Regions from separate parts of the Rattus norvegicus genome. Here region 1 is linked to region 2. A link is a contact called in public Hi-C data. All regions are on one chromosome and are shown on one strand. Each heading gives the region's core, a stretch centred on a gene start, on an enhancer-like site or on the middle of the called end of the contact. The rest is flanking DNA. Distances are from core to core; before and after follow the strand shown. Region 1 holds the start of Lrch1 (leucine rich repeats and calponin homology domain containing 1). Region 2 overlaps Lrch1 (leucine rich repeats and calponin homology domain containing 1).

Region 1 (2,702 bases), core at 51-2,550, 170 kb after region 2:
GGGCACCCACTGCCCCGGGAAATGCAAGGTGTTCGCCGGGGTACAAACGGTCCCGCAAAGAGCGGAACCGGATGGTCGGAAACTAAGTCAGATCTGCACGGATTCCCAAGGCCCCAACCCTCTTCCACCACCCTCCTTCCTGTTTATGGATTCACTCCCACAACTCTTGACTACTAAAGGAAAAGAAGACATCTCCGAAATATGTCAACACATGACACAACTTGAAGAAGCCGGCTGTTCTTTGGTGCGGGTTACAACTTGCCGGGCTCACACTGGCAAACAGGCTCACTTTAATTACTTTTCATTTACTACGCCACGCTTCCCCTCCAGGGCCCCCGCAAAGACCGGGTTAGTGAGAATCGGGGAGCCCCGGTGGAGGGAAAATGTGTGGGTGGGGAGCCAGACACCAGCCTCTTGCTCGCACAGGCGCAGAACCAAGGCTGGCACCGCCTCTCTGGCTGCAGCAAGCCACGGTCGCGCGGCGCGGCGCGGTGGTCGGGGCCGCGACACTACGAGGAGAGGACAGGGTTGGCCGAGGGCCGGCCACCTTTGTCTGGGCTTTCCCACCCACCGGGACGCAAAATGTTTCCATGTAGAGGTCCAGGATCTGGTTCGTGTTCCCGACTCGCTCGCGGTCGCCTGAGATCCCCCACTTCCCGCGCGCCAGGCACGGCTTCTGGGCGCATCCCTGCGCTCCTGCACCACGGTCGCAGGTCGCCGGGCCAAGCGGGCCACCGTGCCCGCTACAACCACCGCGCGCACATTGCAGAACCCTCTTCTGGCGAGCCAATCGAGCAACACACTCGGGCCCGGCGGAAAGGCGCGACAGCCCCACACACGCGTGGGCAGCCCCGGCCCTGTCTCACCTGCCTGAACCGTGTCCGAGAGGTCATGTCCCGGGGCTGCAGTCCTGGGAAATTCCTTCAGCTTCCTGGCGCTCAGGTTCAAGCCCCCAGAATTGGCTGCCTCCTCTAGCGCGCGCTCCAAACCACGGTTCAAGGGCAGGTTGAAGCCCGCGCTGCCCGTGCTTCCGTGGTGCTGGTGGTGCTGGTGGATATGCGGGTGCAGGGCGGTTACCGAGAGGGCGGGCGCGAAAGCTTGGGGTTCGCTTCCCGGCGTCGCCATCTTCTCCCGGTCCCCCGCCCCGCCGCTCCTGCGCGGGGTCACAGGTTTCCCCGGCGGCCCCGAGTCTCCGCAGCGCTCCCTCGAAAGCCGCGGGACTACGGGAGGGGCGGCGGGCGGCGCAGAGCTGGAGGCAGCACAGCTCGCTTGATCACCAACGTTTCCAGCGGGGGAAGCCGAGGGCGGCGACGGCGGCGGCAGCGGCAGCGGCGCGCCTGTGTCTGCTCGTGCCCGCGCCCCCGCCCGCTGCTGCTCCTCCTCCTCAGCTTCTCTGCGCTCCACCCCCTGAAGCTGGCTGGAACTGGATGCACATTCTGGGTGATTTTCACTCCGGCCCGACCTCTTGGGGTTTAACACACTGTGGGTCAGGGTATTTTGTCAGTTTGATTTTTGTCTTTTGGGTTTTGTTTTGTTTTGTTTTAAAGCCGTTTGTGAAAACGGGTAGAGGCAGGAGACCAGATTTGGAATACAAGGTCACAGTGAGAAGAGTGATTCTGGCTGATTGACCCAGAGTTACCCCCAAAAGGCAGTTTTTCCACTTGTGGATTTACCCTCACTGACGCCCCCTGGCATTTAGGTGCTTGCTGCACAAATTCTCTCATTGAATCCAGGAAGTCCGTGAGTGGAAAAATTGCTTCCTTCAGTTGAGAGAGGAAGTTAAACTGAGCCGAGATCACCCCTGCAAAAGTGATACGGAATTCGAACCCACAGCCCACAGTCACCAAAATTTTGCACCTTCACTGCAGACCACAGGGACCAGACTTAAATGCAAATAGACAAATCTAGAGGAAGGACTTTGACAAAGGGTGATTTTTATGATAAAATACATTGTCATGAGGGAAAATGAGTCCTAAATTATTACTCCAGGAGTTAAAACACCGAAGATCTAACAATCCAAAAGGTCACGTCTTAACCTAAGCTTAGGTGCTATGGAATTTTCAGCGTGCGCCTACTTCTTATCCACGTGGGGCATAGGAATTGAACTGATTGCAAACAAATGTTCTGCCATGGGGGTGACCTACAGTGGCCACTGAGCCAGGGTTTGCACACCAGGGAAGAGCCAGAGGACCTGTGTCACCTAAAGGCCACCCAGCTGGAAGACTGATAAAGCCCCACTCCCTTCCCACACCTTGACAGCCAACTCCCTGGGACCAAGCTTGATACAACTTTATCATGCATACAGTGATACATACCTGTGATAGTCTAGGCAGCCTCGTGGACCTAGTGACTTCATGATCTATGTCACTTGCATGGACTTCACTACAGGGCTACCCCTTAATTCCTGAGATTCCAGGCTGAGAGCAAATTCCCGGAAGAAACAGGCGCCACCTAGTGGTGTGATACTCTCTACCCCAACCCCATCCTGCTGGCTCCACTCCCTTCGAATCTCTCATGACTTTCATAAACTGCCTTAAGCTTAGTTTTTTCACCCTGCTCTGTAGACGGTCTCTTCGCTCTGTTGCTTCCTTTGTGGTGGAGAAGCATTTTTTTATTTCATTCAATCTTGCCTGTCAGTTCTTGCAAGTCATTTCCCGTGGGCTTAGGGCTCTTTTCAGAGAATCCTTCCCAGTTCCTGTATC
Region 2 (2,861 bases), core at 19-2,518:
ACACACACACACACACACACACACACACACACACACACACACACAGAGACCCAGAAGAGGGCACCAGGTGACCTAGGTGTAGAAGTTAAGACTATTGTGGCTTCGGTGTGCTGGGAACAGAACTCAGGTTCTCCTCAAGAGTAGCAAGTGCTCTTAGTCAATAGGCCATCTCTCCAGGTCTAACAAAAAAAAAATATTTTAAAATTAACAAATCATGTTAAATCTAGCCAATCTCACACGTTTTCACAGTGGATCTCGGAGAACCAAGATAGCGCTGTTAAGAGAACTCCTAAGAATTCAGACAGCCACCCGTAACCTGGATCTCACTGGCCAAGGATTAATCGATGGGAATAGCTCCTTCCCACAGAGAAGGTTTCTACTGTAGGAAGAACTTTCTACTGTGACACTTAGAGAATCAGACGTAAGAGACAAACACAAGCTGAAATGTGACTTTCTTGGACTACCTCCATGACAGAAGCGAAACACGTCACTAGGGGTGGCACCCACTTATAATCCCAGCCCTGAGGACGCTGAGTATGTGACAAGACTGTCAACAAAACAAACAAAACAAAACCCAAGCAAGACCACCAAAGAACTCTCTAGTCAGCAGCAGGGCACTGCAGGGCTCAGACCACCGTGCGGCTTGGAGGGCAATTTCTACAGGTGAGATGGGCATTCGGAAGTCTACTTCTGGGGAAGTAAAGGACTCAGACAACCCCTTTCATTGAAGAATCAATCTCACTATGTCACAGAAGCTAGGCTTAATTAAAGCAGAGAAGCCCAGCATCTCAGGTTATAGTCCTTTAAATTAAATTATGACCTCTAAGAAAGAAAGAAAGAAAAAAAAGATCAGGACTGACTAAGCCTGGTTTGGAGGCAAATGACTGAGGAACATGGTGGGCTGCTGAGAACTAGTGTCTACCTCAGCCCCACAGCATGTGTCCAACAGCCACAGCTCCAGCCCTCAAAGTGATGCTAAGCATGAAGAAAGCCCCTGAGAGAACTGGGGTTTCCTGGGGTTATAATATGCTCTTATCGCTGAGAATTAAATCAGAAAACACCAAAGCAGGAGATCTGCAGAGGCTACACGCCCTCGTTCTTTTACAAAATACTCATAATGACTGAAAACATTTGCAAAACAGCTAATTCACTCAGAACTCATCTGAGGCAAATGCTGATTTAATTTCCCATTTAGGGGGTGGGAGGGATAACAACCAGCAGAGTCTAGAAACAAGCTTAGATTAAGTACAAGTATGTGACTGCAATTGCTAGTAAGGACTGACTCACTCTCCAAACAGGATGGGCTCTCCCTCACAGAAGAGAGACAGATGGGGCAGCAGGCCCAGTTTTCATAGAAAATCTGGATGTCTGCCTGTCTAAAAAATAAGTGATTCTTTTTTCCTTTGAGGCAGTCTCACTGTGTAGCTAGCCTGGAACTCACCATGTATGTTAGACAGGTCTGGGAACCACAGGGCTCGCCGCCTGCCTCTGCCTCTTGAGCCAACACTGCCAGCTAAAATGAATGCTCTTTTGCTATGAGTTAGCTTATATGCCATATATAAATATATATGTACTATATATAATGTATATATGTAGTATATATATGGACGGACTTTGGTCATATTTACTCCTCCAGTTAGTCCTCTTCCCTTCCTCCACTCAAAATGCCCACCTCATCTATTTCCACATTTATCATTATTATTAAATTATTATTATTACTACTACCTAGGTTCTGTGTACAGGACAAAGCATGCAACATCAGTCACTCTGAGTCTGGCTTATTTATGAAATGATGACCACCAGTTCCATCCATTTTCCTGCACAACATCATCAAGTTTTTCCACTCTTATCGATGAAGGCAAAGAGCATGGTGCAGACGGTGCACATTTTCCTCGCTGACTGTCTCTGATGGACACCTAGGCTAACTCCAAGCTTGCCCACTGCGGCCTACAGTGCTCCCGCTGGTGTATGGGTGTCTCTGTGGAATGCTGGTGTGGGTTCTTTCAAGTGTGTACCCAGGAACAGCAGAGCTGGGTCACTCAGACATTTTCCAGGCTTCTGAGGAGCTGCCATTCTGACTCTCAATGCTGTAAGCACCATTTCCACCCTCACTAGCATCTCTGCTCATTTCTTAATGCTGCGTTTCTCTTAATGGCAGCCCTCTGACAACGATGGTTTGGTTTTAGAAGTCCCTTGGTGGCTAAGAACAATGAACGTTTTTTCCAGGTATCGATTAGCCACTTGTACGTCTGAGAATGGCCTCCTCCTCCTCCACTCATTCGCCTATTCATGCATGGAACTTCTTACTCCTTTAGTGTTCTGCTGTCAGTCGAGTTCTTTCCATATTCTGGCTCTTAACCTCTGCTGGCTGAGCTGCTGCTTCCTTAGCCGTGAAGGACTCTACTCTGACAACGTCGGATTGGTCAGTTGTTGCTGTCAATCTGTGCCTGAAGACCAGGATGCAGCTCTGAACCAGTTCTCTGGCACCGTGCTTACCTGCATGCTATCGGGTTCTACACTGTGATGGACTAAATCTCCGGAACTAGAGGCAAGCCCCCAAGTAAATGCTTTCCCCTGTAAGAGTTGCCTTGGTCATGGTGCCTCTTTGCATCAATACAACAGTGCCTTACAACAGAAAGGAAACTAGGACAGAACCTGGTGCCAGAGAGAGGGAGTGCTATGATGGTCCCAACCATGAGGCTTTTAAGCCCTGGGCTGTTTTGAGGGAAGAAGGTTTTAAAGCTTTGGCTAGAAAAGCCATTGAGTGCTCAGAGTTCGATAACCTACTGTGGGGGGTGTGGAAGATGATGCTAAGAACACTGCCGACAACAACGGGGGCCTGACTTGTGATGGTTCAGAAG

What was found. Hi-C and Micro-C count contacts between places; a contact is called where the count stands out from the background.
Region 1: a Hi-C map of prefrontal cortex shows a contact between it and region 2, with 1.9 times the contacts expected there. The contact joins the promoter of Lrch1 here to the enhancer-like site in region 2. A contact is called at or near these places in 8 of 12 Hi-C or Micro-C datasets (the Rat2 cell line, Schwann cells, frontal cortex and 4 more) and 1 of 1 datasets of contacts at active chromatin or transcription factors (oligodendrocytes).

The regions. Positions count from the first base shown.
Region 1 is chr15:56,657,800-56,660,501 of GRCr8, forward strand. Lrch1 (leucine rich repeats and calponin homology domain containing 1) reads right to left here and starts at 1,301. Exons shown (of 19, transcript NM_001134727.1): 1 at 867-1,301. The coding sequence starts at 1,125.
Region 2 is chr15:56,492,228-56,495,088 of GRCr8, forward strand. The region is part of intron 18 of Lrch1 (leucine rich repeats and calponin homology domain containing 1); the gene reads right to left. Among named protein-coding and RNA genes, the nearest start is that of Esd, 41 kb to the left of the region's middle. Within about 2 kb of position 1,269, at least 12 of the 93 cell types and tissues checked have an H3K27ac peak or open chromatin away from gene starts, as enhancers often do. A contact at or near this core is called in prefrontal cortex, where this site is marked.